Linked DNA regions of Mus musculus: regions 2, 3 and 4 are each linked to region 1. The links are chromatin contacts, called in public HiCAR-type and promoter capture Hi-C maps. All regions are on one chromosome and are shown on one strand. Each heading gives the region's core, a stretch centred on a gene start, on an enhancer-like site or on the middle of the called end of the contact. The rest is flanking DNA. Distances are from core to core; before and after follow the strand shown.

Evidence for each region. Promoter capture Hi-C pulls out the DNA fragments that hold promoters and counts their contacts. HiCAR-type assays count read pairs that join an accessible place to other places.
Region 2: a contact with region 1 is called in a promoter capture Hi-C map of stem cell-derived epiblast-like cells, with 3 times the contacts expected there. The contact joins the promoter of Syt9 here to the promoter of Mrpl17 in region 1. A contact is called at or near these places in 4 of 39 promoter capture datasets (cranial neural crest, hippocampal neurons, liver and 1 more).
Region 3: a promoter capture Hi-C map of pre-B cells shows a contact between it and region 1, with 7 times the contacts expected there. The contact joins the promoter of Trim12a here to the promoter of Mrpl17 in region 1. A contact is called at or near these places in 2 of 39 promoter capture datasets (liver and pre-B cells).
Region 4: a contact with region 1 is called in a HiCAR-type map of embryonic stem cells, with 6 times the contacts expected there. The contact joins the promoter of Rbmxl2 here to the promoter of Mrpl17 in region 1. A contact is called at or near these places in 7 of 39 promoter capture datasets (cranial neural crest, embryonic stem cells, hippocampal neurons and 2 more), 4 of 115 datasets of contacts at active chromatin or transcription factors (embryonic stem cells and stem cell-derived neural progenitor cells) and 1 of 9 other capture datasets (embryonic stem cells).

Annotation. Positions count from the first base shown.
Region 1 is chr7:105,809,515-105,813,248 of GRCm38.p6, forward strand. Mrpl17 (mitochondrial ribosomal protein L17) reads right to left here and starts at 1,573. Exons shown (of 3, transcript NM_025301.2): 1 at 1,294-1,573; 2 at 936-1,004; 3 at 1-630. The coding sequence starts at 1,467. The coding sequence ends at 343.
Region 2 is chr7:107,368,641-107,372,374 of GRCm38.p6, forward strand. It overlaps Syt9 (synaptotagmin IX), which reads left to right and starts at 2,150. Exons shown (of 7, transcript NM_021889.4): 1 at 2,150-2,507. The coding sequence starts at 2,363.
Region 3 is chr7:104,313,714-104,317,447 of GRCm38.p6, forward strand. It overlaps Trim12a (tripartite motif-containing 12A), which reads right to left and starts at 1,782. Exons shown (of 8, transcript NM_023835.2): 1 at 1,698-1,782. Gm15133 (predicted gene 15133) reads left to right here and starts at 1,318. Exons shown (of 7, transcript NR_040749.1): 1 at 1,318-1,395; 2 at 3,583-3,670.
Region 4 is chr7:107,207,613-107,211,346 of GRCm38.p6, forward strand. Rbmxl2 (RNA binding motif protein, X-linked-like 2) reads left to right here and starts at 1,833. Exons shown (of 1, transcript NM_029660.2): 1 at 1,833-3,304. The coding sequence starts at 1,898. The coding sequence ends at 3,055.

The DNA.
Region 1 (3,734 bases), core at 323-2,822:
GATATAGTCTGGATTACACAGCAAGATCCCCTCCCCTCCAACAAACAAGCAAAACTAGACCTAGAATTTAGAACCTAAGTTGTGAATTTACTGTCTTAGGAGGCTGAGCATCTGGATGCCTCTTACTTTCCATAAATCCTAGGGAAGGACAAGAAAGTCAATATCTTATATTCATATTAAGACTTTTATCTTCTGTGCAAAGAGGATCGTGTGAGTCAGCAGGGAGGTCTGGGTCTCATTATGAGGGGGCTTTACAATGCTACTTCCAGGCCTCACACACTACACGAGCTCCAAGACCCACGAACACGGGCACCACACCTATGCACCACTCTCCAGCTCCAGTTAAGTCTTTGGTGTTTGAACTGTACAGGAGCTGTGGAGGCTTGCGTCCTGGTTATGGTGCAGGTCCTGCTGCAGTCCCAGGAGCAGCTGGTTTAGGAGAGTAAGGTTGCTGTCTCTGTGAGGCAGAGGCAGGGGAGGGAGGTAGTTCCCTTTATATTCTATCACCGCCATCTTGGCCCGATCTTGCTCCTTCCGATTCGGGATCTGTAGCATTCTTGTGTAGTTCCCATTCTGACCTTGGAACCGAGGCGCTAGCACTTTAAACAGCTTTGGGATCAAGTCCTTCTCCTAGATGGGGAGAGTTAATCAGAAAAAATAGTCACAACTGTAGAGGCATTTAACTATAGATTATTCCCAGAGGTAGGGTTCAAAACCATCTTCACAGGCTTTCCCACCACCCATTCAGGTACCAAGTTACACAGAAACACTTACAGGAAGTTATGCGGATGCTCATTTTACCCAAGTCAAATAAGAGAAATACGTGTCTAAGGTAGTTCGCAAGTCTGGTACATAAAAGAATGCCCTGCCTTCAATCTGCCAGGTACCCGGTTCTCTAAGGATTCCTTCCTCACTAGCAGGTAGGGAGCACTCACTGTGAGCCAGAAGTCAGCCATACGCATGGCTCGTTCGTTGGTGTCGCCCAGCTTTCCATAATCGATGAGCTGTGAGGACAAAACACATGGATGCAAGACGAGTCAAGAACCGAGGCGCCCACCTTACTCTTCTGTCTTACCTTCATCCAACCATCCCACCAGCTAAGCTAATTCTGGGCGCTCCTTCCTTCGGAGCCCCAACCAGCCTTCCATTTGCTGCGCAGGAGTGACGCGTTCAGCTGAGTGCCACACGGGAATTCGCTACCGTGGAAAGTTCTCCCAGCGTGGCCCTACTCCCCACACACGGCCAGAGCGGCGGTCTGAGGCTGGACCCGGCGGTGAATAGCTTGGCTCTCACCTTCTCCGCGTAGCCCCTCATCTCGTCCGCGCGTGCCCATGTCGCCTCGATGCGTTCGTGGCGAACTAGGCCCGTGAGCAAGTTCCGCAGCAGATGGATGCGGGACTCCGGACCCAGGCCCAGGCGGCGGTAGACGCGGCCGTGGGAGATAGCGGCAGCCAGCGACAACCTCATGCTCTCACCTCAGCCCCTCCTCTCGGGGGCCCGGAAAGGGAAACTCCGAGCTGTGTGTGCGCGCGCGGGGAGAGGGGGAGCAGAGGGGCGGAGGCACGTCTCAGAGGACGCATGCGCAGTAACTCGGCGCGTGGCTACCGCGTTTGCGCGTGCGCATCAGAGCCTGCCTAGCTGGCAGTCTGAGGGAGGGCGGCCCGACGTGTTGACGTTTCTGGAGCGACGAGCTGGGCGGGCCTCAAGGTCTGCGGTGCTCTGTGGCGAACTGGGATCTCGGCGCCCCCTGCCGGGTTTCTCTTGCACTGCGTCGGCTGGCTGGGGCGTTCTTGGAGGAGGCGCCTTCCGGGCGGAGCATGCCGGGAAAGTGAGTACCTGAGGAGAACTGCGTCAGAGGGGTGGGCCTGTGGTGGAATGTGGCGCTCTTGCCTGAGGAGTTGCAGTCCTGGCTGGTTTTGTGACGATGCCAGTTTAAACCCAGTCTTTATTAGTGATAGTGAGATAAATTATGTCCAGGAAAGCTGCAGGTATTATGTTCTTTTATTGACATAAATAAAAACCTAAGTTAGCACTAAAAGCTAAAGTAATGGACAAATACCTGACATTTAAAAAAAAAAAATTATTCTTTTCTCATACAATATACCCAGACTGCAGCCTCCTCTCCCATCACTCCTCCCAGCCCCCACTCTCCTTTCTCCCCTTTCTCCCCCTAGAAAAGAGCAGACCTCCTAGGGACATCAACCAAAGCACAATAAAACCAGGCACAAGGGGGTGGGGCAAAAAACAAACAAACAACAACAACAACCAACAAAAAAACAAAAACCAGGCACAAACCCTAACATCAAGTGTGGACAAGGAAACTCACTAGGAGGAAAAGAGTCCCAAGAGCAGGCAAAAAAGTCAGAGACATCCCATCTCCCACTATTAGGAGTCCTCCCAAAAAACCAAGCCAACAAACTATAACACATTTGCAGACAACCTAGGGCAGAACCTTGAGGGCTCCATGATTGCCCCTTCTTTGAGCTTCCATAAGCCCTGCTCAGTTGATTCTACAGGCTGTCCTCACCTGTGTTCGACCCCTCTGGCTCCCACAATTATTCTTCCTTGTCTTCTGCTGGGTTTCCCGAGCTCCAAGGGGCGGGACCTTATGTAGGCCTCCAACCCAGGTTCTTTCTCCTCTTAATGTTTGTCAGTGGGCCTCTACATCTCCCATCAGCTGCAAGAGGCAGCCTCTCTGATGACGACTGAGTTAGGCACCAATCTATGAATCTAGCAGAATATCACTAGGAACCATCTCATTGAATTTTTTTTATTTATTTTCGGCACTACAGTTTGGTTCTTCCCTAGGTCTCTGGGTGGATGAATACTTTTTCTTAAAAAAAAAGTTCTGTGTGTTTGTGTGTGTGTGTGTTCCCTTCCATTGCTCAGCATCCTTATGGCTCTTTGAAAACAGTTTTCTGGGAGGAATTGGGTGAAAATATAGTCTAGCTCTAGTATTTAACAAAATGATGATCATATTAGGGCTTATTTAAAATGAATTCATCACAGTTGGAGTTACTAGGACAGAACAAATAACACATTTCAAATGGAAAAGGAGTAATTTTTAAAATAGTTTCATTTTAGAAAAATAAGTTTATGATCATATACAATATGAAGAAGTTGAGGTGGCTCAGCGCTAAAGAGGGACCCAGAGTTTGATGGAATCAACCTAACCCTTCAGATGGTGTTTCACTCTGGAAATAGTGATGAGCAGTTTCCAACTTGGCTTACATTCTTCTTGGTGTTCTGTCCCCTCCCTGCTTCATTTCCTTGTATTCTTAGCGAGGTGAACTGCCTGTTGCTGAAATTATAAAGTCCTTCAAGGTCAGAGAGGAACTGATTCATGCATTTGGCCTTCTTTCCTCTTTCCTCTTGCCTCTGCCATCAAGCCCGCTGCACTCTGTTTTTTTTTTTTTTTTTTTCTTTTCTTTTCAAGCAGTTCTTGGCATCAGCAATAGTGTTTGGGTTTGGTGTCTGTAGATGGTATAGATCCCTAGGTGGGGTGGTTTTGTTCCCACATTTCTATGTATGTTCTTTTGGGTCTAGGTTACCTAACTCAGGATGATATTTTCTAGTTCCATCCATTTGCCTGAAAAATTCATGAAGTCATCATTTTAAATAGCTGGGTAGTATTCCATTGTATAAATGCACCACATTTTCTGTATCCATTCCTCTGTTGAGGGACATCTGGGTTGTTTCCAGCTTCTGGCTACTATAAGTAAGGCTACTATAAA
Region 2 (3,734 bases), core at 900-3,399, 1.6 Mb after region 1:
TCTGTTTTATTTTAGGGTGCAAATTGTTTTTCATGTTTTATATTTTGAGTCTTACTGTGTATCTCTGGCTAGCTTGAAACTTGCTATGAAGACCTGGCTGGCTTTGAACTTGAATGAATTCTTCTGCCTCTACTTTTCTGAGGACTGAGATTACAAGTTTGGGCTACCAAACCCAGCACCCCTCTTCACATGTTGCTACTTTTCTTTCTTTCAGATTCTATCCATTACAGTCTTCCTAATATTTAAAATGCCTTTCAAATTTGACTGTTTCCCAAGTCAGCATTTGCTTCTGTCTGGTCTAGGCTATCACCAGATTTTAATCTCTTCCAGTTATTACTAACGGAATTCACAGCTTTCAGCTTTCTGACATCATCTCATAAGAGTTACACTGCTATTGGTTTGAACAAGCACTTCCCCTCTTCATACACCATCCTTCTCTGCGTCATGGCCATTGGTGGTCCCCCCTCCACCCTCCCCCCCTTTGGAAGAGCACCTGCTCAGTCTCCTGGACTGGCTCGTTCTCAGCTGGTTCCCTCCTTCACAGTGTGCTGTGTTTGTCTTAGGTGTTTTTGTTTGTTTGTTTGAGGCATGTGTTGCCCAGACTACTTCAGAATGTAGCCAAGGATGACCTTGAACCTCAGAGCACTCGGATTGCAGGCTTATGCCACTATACTGGGTTTGTTTGTTTCTAGATGAAATCCAGAGCCTTGAGTATGGTAGATAAGCAACTCTTCCAATTAATCTGCACCCCAGCCCTGGGCCTTAGTTTTAAAGGAAAAAGTTTAGGAAGTGGGGAAAAAAAAAAAAAACCAAACAAACTAAAAATAGAAACCCAAAATAGACTCTACGTGCCTTTCCACAGCTATCTGGATTTACCTTTATAACTACAGCTGCCCATTCTCTATTACTCTAATATAAACTCCACCAAACCCAGCACTGCTCACCACACAACTTCAAGTTTTGTCTGTTGAGCAAATATTCCTTATTTGCAATATGATTCTTAGACAGCACATCCTTATGGGTAAGAGTCCTAGCTAATTGTTCTAGAATGAAGTTTGACATTAGGATTACATAAATATGTAAGAGAATCAGGGAGAAAGAAAAAGAGGAGCGGGTGGATGAGAGGCAGGGAGAGAGAGGGTGGGGGAGAAGTCTCTTATGAACTTAGGCAAGTACCACCTCTCTTGAGTCTGTTGTTTTAGTGGCAGCGTGGAGATCACACACACACACACACACACACACACACACACACACACACACACACGTTTAAGGCTCTCTATCTAGAGAATTAAATGAAACTATACAAAAGGCTGTGGCACAGTGCCTTGGGCACACAAACAAGCTAAATAATTTGTGGTTATTTCTGGGCTGAGTGCCTAAAAAAATGAAGAGATGGGTAGATGAGAGGTGACTGAGGTCTTTCCAAACATCCACAAATTCTGGATCCTCTGTCTCCTGTGCCAGGGAAATGCTGGCAACCTTCGCATTTCCAATCAGCTTCTTAGAAAACCAATCAGGACCTGCAAAGCTCCAGGTGAGCCTCAGCGTCTTTCCGGAGGGCCATACATCTGTCCTCATTTCTTATCTGAGCCTCCACCTTCTCCAAATCACCATCACGCTGTGCATCCATTCTTTGTTGGAAAATCTTGGCTCTAAACCCCGCATTTGGGCGCGTGACACCCCTGGGCCCGCGGTTTCTGCTCAGACCGCGCTTTCCAAGTTTAAAGAAGGTACTGAGATCTCGGCAGGTGTAGTCTACCCTCCAGCCTTCGCTCCATACAACCGAGAACGTGCTTTGGACCCACGCGTGGCTCCAGAGCCCTGAGGGATGCTAGGTTTGCATCTGGGCGGAGAAATGGGGTGCCAAGAGCGTCTAGCACGCGCACCAGCTCGTACTTCCTGATCCTGGGCGCGGCCGCTCACAGCGCAGGGTCCGGAGCGGAATCAGGCGCTTCTCCTGCAGTGGGCGAGCGCCCCCGTCCCGGGTCCCTACCTGGCGCGCCTGCTCTGCGGCGGCCGCGGCAAACCCCCGCCCGCGGCGCGCACCCCTGACCCGGCCCCGCCCCCGGCGGCCGCGAGTAGCGGGCGGAGCGCGGAGAGGCGCGCTGGGCTGTGCGGCGCCGCCTCCCCTCCGCGCCGAGGGAGGGACGAGGGGCCGCGCGGGAGACGGAGAAAGCCCGAGCGAGCGGCTCTCCGAGAGCTGCATGCAACCGGTGGGAGGCCGACCCGGCTGGCGCTGCGGCTCGGGTGGGGAGCGCGGACCGGCCGGTGGCGGCGGCGGCGGCGGCAGCTCTGAGCTGGCAGGCGGAGGGCTTTCTCCCGCGCCCGCCTGCCCGGCGCGGTCCGAGGATGCGGGGGGGCGATGCCCGGGGCCAGGGACGCGCTCTGTCACCAGGCGCTGCAGCTGCTGGCCGAGCTCTGTGCCCGAGGGGCCCTGGAGCACGACAGCTGCCAAGATTTCATCTACCACCTGCGGGACCGTGCCAGACCCCGGCTCCGCGACCCAGGTAAGCGCGGCCGCCGCCGCTGGCGGGCGCGACTCGAGGGCCCTGAAATGGGGACTTGGGGACCTAGCCAGGGCCTGAGGCAGGAGAGCGACGCAGACTGGAGGAGGGCAATGGGTGACCATTGAGCCCAAGTAGGTCTCCACAACCAGCGCACCACGGCCTGATGCTGGAACCCGGCGAACTCGGGCGGAGGCTGCCGCGCGGAGGCCGAGCCAGGGTGGGCTGGGGCAGGCTTGGAGGAACCACGCCCGCCACCTGCGCTGGGCTCCTGGGGGCGGCTCCTGAGCTCGGGGCTGCGCCCGCCACTTCACTCGCGAGCGCCCGGGAGCCAGGCGAGGCCACGGAGGCCTCGGAGCTGGGAGTGGGATCTGAGAGCCAAGGAAACTCTGTGAAGTTGGGAGTTTGGCACAGCCGGGCTGATTTCCACCCGAAGCTGCTCAACCTGAGTGCCCAGTTTCCCCCCAGGCTCTACTGTGGAAAGGACCAGACAAGATCTTGTCTGGGGCCGGGCCCCAGAGTCACACGACTAGAGCGGCTGGGCCTGAACCCTCTCCTTTCATGTCTCAAGGTGCTTAGGCAATGAGGCCTTGGCTCCCAGTTTGTCTCGCAGTGATAGCTTGGCACACTAGAGTGGTGGGCTTGCTGCAGCTGGCAGTTGTCCTAGTGAAAGTTGTGAGGCTCCTAACTTTGTAAAGTTCGCTTACTTTGGCATCTGACCAATTAAGGTCAGAGGAAGGTGTTTTATTTGAGCAGTTTGCAAGTCCTACTGTTTTCTTACTCATCATTGGGCACTGGAAAGATGCATTCATTCCTTTTGGATATTTCCTGAGCATCTTCTAGGCTGGAGGACTCATAATCTCGAATATTTTTCCAGTCTAAGTGTTTTAAATGTTAAAAGGCAAATCATGGTTAGACTGTTAAAAGAGGGATGAAAGAATGGCCTTTGCCTTGATGTTCCTGTGTGCAGACATTGGCAATAAGCAATTGCTGTGCAAACAAGTAAATGTGAGCATTTCTCATTTCAAGCCAGTTCATTCTATAAAAATACATTTACAAAGGATAAAGAGTGACTTGACTTTTAACTAGGAACGAGCCCATTTAAACAACCTACCTTTAATAGGACAATGCTCAGTGTGTGTGGCAAAGGCAGGTGTTAAAAGTTTGTCACATTTTTCTGTACTCAGAGGATCTATTTTTTTTTCATGCTCATGGTTACATTAATAAATT
Region 3 (3,734 bases), core at 532-3,031, 1.5 Mb before region 1:
AATGGATGGACACACCTCAGCATTCCACTCTATGCTCCAGACAGTCTAAGAGGGGAGCACACGTCTCAGCAAATTCAGCAGTCTAGATAGTCTAAGAGGGAAGCCTGCCAGGACTACATTACACAAAGAAACATTATCTCAAGTAAATAACTTAATACTTGGCCTCAGGCAAGTAGACAAAAAATAACTAAACCAAAAGTTATCAGAAGGGAAGAGAAAGCTGATGAGAAAGACCCAAGTAAAATGTAATGAACAATCAGAGCTGTTGTTCTTTGTCTCTGTCTCTGGAGGGGAGGATAACTCAAGCAAATTCAAGAATGAAAGCACTGGCTTATGAACAGGGACAAGAACCAATTGTTGAGAAAGCAAAACCCACAAAATCAACCTTGACAGGATGTCTTCTGGGCACCTAGATCAGCTTGAGCAAAGCCATGATATCCCTAATCACACATCTCTCTCTCAAACTTTTTTTTTTTAATTTGACATTTTAAACATCAAACAAAAATTTAATTTTCATTCTTTAAAGGTAGAAAGAGGCTGTTGCAGTCATGTGCTCCTGACACTACAGAGACTTGGAAGTGGGGCTGTCGGAAGAGCTGAAGACCAGTCTGGGCAACATAAAACATATCCTCTCTCCAAGAAACCTTACAAAAGTTGGCACTTTGGGGGAAATCTTCAGATGTGTCACTGGAGCATGCTCATAGTAGTTTTCCCATCTTCAAACACCCCTTCCCCTCTGCGTGGGAACTGAACCCAAAGATTGAAAAGTACCCTATCACTGAACTAAGTCACAGATGTCTTTTAAAAAAATATTCTATGAATGAGTCTTATTGAGTTGCTGATGATGGCCATCAATTTATAATCCTTCTGCTCCTGTGTATCTGGAATCTCAAGCTGGGCTGAAGTTTATATTGGTATGGAGAAAATATCTGAAGGAGAAGGAAATAGCTGAAGTTATTCCCGGGCTTGGGACTGTCAAACAGGGTCGATGACTAAATAACAGGCTCTCAGTCTTTGTTACTAAACTGAGAGAAACTCTGGTTCTCTTAGAGGAGTATTTTGCAACTTTCCTAATGCTGCAACTCTTTAGAAAACTTTCTCGTGTTGTATTGACCGCAACCATAAAACTGTGGTCTTTGCTTCCTCTTAACTATATTTTTCTACAGTTTTGAATCATAATATGAATGTATGACATGCGAGATATCTAAAGTGAAACTCCCGTGAAAAGGTCATTCAAACGGGTCTGATCCGGTAAAGAACCACAGCCCTAGAGTATGCGGAAGTACCACTTTATCACACAAAAACGCAGTAAAAAGCAGAGGCTCTGATCCAGCTTTGCTGCCTGGAAAAAGAATGACTGTCATAGACAACAAAGTTCTGGATCTCGTCGACAAGGTACGATTCAAAATTACAGATTGTGAATCGGAAGGGGGAGACTAAATCTGGACAACAGGCATCTTTAAAGTAGTTTTTTGTTGTTGTTGTTGTTGAGGAGGCACCTCCCTCAAGCTCCCCCATTTGCATTTTCAGCCAGAGGCCGGCAGCCCGTCCCCCTTTCCCTCCCCCGCTTTTACAGGATAAACTCACCCAAACAAAAGCAATGTTCTCCTTTCAAAGTCTTCAAAAATCTGCCCCCTAAAATTGCTCAGCCCTTTATCAGACGCCAGAAAGTTGTAAACCAGGGAGAATTAACTCACCAATCCAGAACTTCAAGGTATTTCCGGCTAAAATCTAGAGAAAGGAAAGTTTGAGCTCTGGAAATGAAACAGAAACCACAACTCTACAGACCAATGAGATGCCTTTGCATAAGCCTGCAGAACCCCACTGACTGAGGAAGTTACCCTCATATCAGCATTGGCTGGCTCTGGAAACTGGGGAGGAGTTATGTGCAGAGCCAGGCAGAAACACCTCACCACCCTCACAGCAGAGAGTAATGAGCTGTAGAGGGCTCACCAGCTGCCCCATGGTCTCCTCCAGATTATGTATTATGTGGCTGAACGAACAGACTTAGTCCTTTTCCAGTGCTGATATGATCCACCCATTCATTTCCTCCCTTTTAGGAGTCCCTCACCAGAATGTCTTGGAGGTTCCTATTTGGCTTAGAGGTGTATTGAACACCTATATAGTGACTCAGCACTAACGGATTAGAAGGGGGAAATCTGTAGAGCTGGGAATGAGGTTCTGTTGACATAGTGCTTGCCTATCAAGCATGAAGCACTGGGATGGTCCTCAGAAGTGTACAAAACCAGCTGTGGTGGCCCCTGTGGTCTATCTTCTTTACTCTTCTACTGCTCTGATAAATACCATGACTAGGACAAGTTACAAGTAGAGTGTTTAATTTGGCACTCACAGTTCCTATGGGTTAGAGTTCATGACCACCACAGTGGAGAGCCTGATAACAGGCAGGGAGACATGGTGCTGGAGCAGAAAGTGAGAAGTCACAACTGGAGACACAATCTTGACAGAAACCTGAGGCAGAGAGAGAATGGTGTTGGTGGTCAGAATCTATTGAATCTTGAAAGCTTACACCCATGCCATACCTTCTTCAAGAATGCCACACTCCTAATCTTTCCTGAACAGTGTCCTGATAGCTGAGAACCAAGTATTCAAAAGATCTTAGGCTTTGGGGCCATTGTTATTCAAACCGGCACAGGATGCCACTGCCTTGCAGCTGGCTGCATGAGGATCAGGAGGTCAAAGCCATCCTCAGCCATGGTGACTGACATCAGCATGGCATGGGAAACACCTGAAGCTTTCCAAAGAGAAAAGGAAGGGAGAAAGAAAGAGAAGAATAAATAAATAAATCACAAATTAATTAAAGAAAGTCAGTTGTGTGAGTGAATGTTGGAGAAGCCACCATCACCTGTCTCATCCCCTTTCCTGTTTGCCTCTCTAATTATTTCCCTACAGTCTCTGTCTTCTGAAATATGGAATGATGAGTGACAGCAGACATAACTCTGTAGTTTGAATTTATTTCACATACTTACAACTGTCTTATACTCTTCTTCCTTTCTGATAGCCTGACCCTAAATGAGCTCTAGCTCCCTTAGCCTCCCCGGTGCTGGGATCATGAACTTTTGCTGTTGTTGTTCAGTTTTGCTTTTGACTTCAGTGATTGAACCACGGTCCTTGTGGATGCTGGGCTAGTGCTCTATCCATAGCTATACACTTACCTAAATTTCATATCTTGATGAGGTCATAAGTCTCACTGTTGTTCTTGCTGTGGACACAATTGCTTACAAATAATGCTTTGATGTTCCCATTCCTCTGAAATGTTAATAGTTATGAAAAACCCTTTACCTTTTTTTTTTTTTTTTTTTGGAGGCAGATATTTACTCTATATTCAAGCCTGGGCTAGAAATCACTAAGTGTTTAGAGTGTTTAGGATAGTTTCTAATTCCTTGGAATACTAATTTGTCAAACTCTTGAGTTCAGGGACGAGAGGCAGGAGCTACCATGTCTCTGTCTTTTCTACATTTTACTTAAGGCTTTCTCTGTTTCTTCCTAAAGTCTGTCTGGGAATTAAAACTATTAAATACCCAGACTATGATCTAACTCTGCATGAATGTTCTCTCTAGGCAGAATTCCACTCTCAACTCTGCAAAGATTAGACTTTACATTTAGTCTGCCATTACCCTCTGACCTCAGTGAAAAGGATGAAGGTGACCAGGTGAGCAAAGCACTGGCCACACTTTCAGTGAGCAGTGCTACCATGTGTGTGATTCTAACTGTGT
Region 4 (3,734 bases), core at 583-3,082, 1.4 Mb after region 1:
TTCTTATCACTGGGTTGATTAAGTGATCAGCTCTCACACTAAAGTTACCTAGGTCCCCACCATCATTTACGTGATTTATTTACACATCATTTACTGTGAAGAGGCACAATAACCAAGGCAATTTGTAGAAGAAAGCATTTTACTGGGATTTGATTACAGCTTCCAAAGGTTAGTTCATTATCATCGAGGTGAAGAGTGTGGCAGGCAGGCATGCATGGCACGAGAGTAATAAGTGACAGTTACATTCTGATCCTTGTCAAAGATGGGGGTGTAGGGAAGATGACAGAGAGAGAAAGACACTGGGCCTGGCATGGGTTTTTGAAACCTTAAAGCACACACCCAGTGACACAACTGTTCCAACAAGATCACACCTCCCAATCCTTCTCAACCGTTCCACTCCCTGGTGAGTAAGCATTCAACTATTATTCTATAGGGCCATTCTCATTCAAACCATCGCGTCATCCTTGGGCACCAAGTATGTCCTAGAAATAACAAAAGGCATTCTTTCCCAGAAATGCTAAGGGTTTTAGGAAGCCCTATACCAAGAAGCCTAGACAAAGACTGTGTTATATGTCTGTAGCTTGTATGAAGGTGTTAACAGTGCAAAATGGAATTAAATGGAATCCAAATGTATTTTGGGGTCAGGTTTCCTAAATGATTTGGTTAGGAAGGAGGCACTCTCCAGAGTGGTGGATGTTCCAATGTTCACCAAAGAGAGGGAGAAAGGATGCAAAAGAACTATATAAGAAATATTTTAAAAATATCACACTAGTCACATAGATAAATCACAAAATATGCTGGGTGAATCAGCAAAATCACAAGAGTTCATTGTGATTACAGAAGTAAATGTATATAAAGCCAAAGAACAGGAAAATTCCACTTGTGGTAGATGAGAAAACAGTGAGCCCAATTGTGAGGAAAGCAGGCACTGTTCTGATGGAAATACAATGGGAGAGTTCCAGTGAGGGGACTGGTAGGCATCTTGACGTGTGGGGGTCATGGTTACATGGATACACACACCCGTGAAAGATTAGGCATCAAACTAAGCACATTTATAAACTTAGAGAACATTAGAGAAAATGGAATAAGAAACTTCTTCCACAGCTGAGGAAAAATATGACAAACCATTTTATAAGAGAAGTTTTAAAAAGGAGGAGAAATAGACAAGATAATCATGGTTAGGATTAAACCTTACAAACTGGCAGGAAGAAATGTGAAAACCATTTTCGTGTACACATATGAGACCAAACGGACAAAGGTTTAAGTAAATAATAATAATAATAATAATAATAATAATAATAATAATAATAATAAGTAAATCCATCTATTCCACTGTTGATTCCCCTTCCAACACCTTCTTCCCTTCAGGGGAAAAAATAAACCCCGCATCTCATGACTAAGCTTTATATACAAACTCCGTTCTAAATCTTTTAAACGACTCCTAATTTCATTTTCCAGGGGGTTGTTTGTTTGTTTGTTTGTTTGTTTTAAACTCGTGTGGGTAACTAGGTTTGGAATGCTTTGGGATTCTTCTCATTAAGAGCAATGGAACTTTCTTTCTTCTTCGCCTAACGGCTTTTGAATTCAGCCGCGCTTCTGGGACGGGGCCCACACGTGAAGCCAGGGCCAGCAGAGTGAGCCGGGAGAGCCCACCGAAGCCACAAACCAGTTTCCGCCTCCCCGAGACACTCGCTTGAGGTGCGGACCTGCCGACCAATCACAGGCAGGAGTCGCCCGTGGCTCAGGGGCCGCCGGGCCCTGCCTTCCGCCCTCCCGCCTACGCACAGCGCTCCCCGACCGGTAGGAGGCGGTCTGGACCAGCCGAGGAGCTCAGTGTCGCGCCGTCTCTCGGCTCTTCACCACCTCAATCGCCGCTGCTGCCGTCGCTGCTGCCGACATGGTTGAAGCCGACCGTCCAGGGAAGCTCTTCATCGGCGGTCTCAACCTCGAGACCGACGAGAAGGGCCTCGAAACCGCTTTCGGCAAGTATGGCCGCATCATCGAGGTGCTCCTGATGAAGGACCGGGAAACCTCCAAGTCCAGAGGCTTCGCCTTCGTCACCTTCGAGAACCCCGCGGACGCCAAGGCCGCAGCCCGAGACATGAACGGCAAGTCCCTGGATGGTAAGGCCATCAAAGTGGCCCAAGCCACCAAGCCGGTGTTCGAGAGCGGCCGGCGCGGGCCCCCTCCTCCCCGAAGCCGCGGCCGCCCGAGGGGCCTGCGCGGGACCCGTGGCGGCGGCCCGAGGCGCCCTCCCTCCCGGGGCGGGTCGGCCGACGAAGGCGGCTACACGGGGGATTTCGACCTGCGGCCTTCGCGGGCCCCCATGCCACTGAAGCGCGGGCCGCCGCCGCGCCGGGCCGGGCCTCCGCCCAAAAGAGCAGCGCCGTCGGGCCCCGCGCGCAGCGGCGCGGGAATTCGCGGGCGGGCGGCGGGCTCCCGGGGACGAGACGGCTACGGGGGCCCGCCGCGCCGGGAGCTGCCACCGCCGCGCCGCGACCCGTACCTGGGCCCGCGCGACGAGGGCTACTCGCCCCGGGAGAGCTATTCGAGCCGCGACTACCCGAGCGCCCGGGACCCGCGCGACTTCGCGCCCTCGCCCCGCGACTACACCTACCGCGACTATGGCCACTCGAGCGCGCGAGACGAATGCCCTTCCCGGGGCTACTGTGAGCGCGACGGCTACGGCGGCCGCGAGCGCGACTACGAGCATCCTAGCGGAGGCTCCTACCGCGACCCCTTCGACAGCTACGGGGACCCGCGTGGCGCCGGTCCTGCCCGAGGGCCACCGCCATCTTACGGCGGGGGCCGCTATGACGAGTACCGAGGCTGCTCGCCCGACGGCTATGGCGGCCGCGACAGCTACCGCAGCGAGCGCTACTCGAGTGGCCGTGAGCGCGTGGGTAGGCCGGAGCGCGGGCTGCCGCCGTCTGTAGAACGAAACTGCCCGGCGCCGCGGGATTCCTACAGCCGCTCGGGCCGCCGGGCGCCCCCGAGGGGCGGAGGCCGCGTGGGAAGCCGCCTGGAGCGAGGGGGAGGCCGGAGCAGGTACTGAGCCCGCTGGCCTCAGGACTGGCATCGGAAGTCTAGAAAAAGAAGAATCAGTTTCCTGGTAACTCATCCAAGGACTAGTCCTAAGAAGAGTTGTTTTTCTTATTTTTACCGTTTTAAGATTTTTTTCCCCCCTTGTTAACTTCCTCTGCAATTTTATGCATTTGAGAGGCAAAAAAAAAGTTAAAACTCGTTTAATTTCATTTTGGAATTGTTAAACGTTTCAACAAGCTCGTGTTAAAAGTATGACTTGAACCTGCTGCGTAGTAGTCTTCCTTCTCGTTCAAAATAGTTCCCGTAAAGGCTTCTTCCCTTCCAAATTTGCCTGATAAATGAGGCAAACAGTTCTAAGGTCTTTGCACAGAAATCTTGCCCACCTAAAGCGGAAAAAGGATCGTGCCCCTCAGACCAAACTGGGGATTGGGGAGAAAGAGTTGGGGGGAATTGGTGTTTGCTACTCCATTTCAAAGTGTCTTTCAAACTGAATCTGTTTCCAGTACTAAAAACCAACCAAACGGCAACCAAACCCACTTAGACCAGATGCTGTGTAAAGAAGGTGCCATTCAATCTATGAGTCAAAAGCAAGTGGATGCTGGCTATTTTAACTTTTTTTGACTGCTTTGCCGATTTTGCTTTTTCTTTGGAGATCTGCAGAATCTCCTGTCTCTTGCTTCCCCAAGATA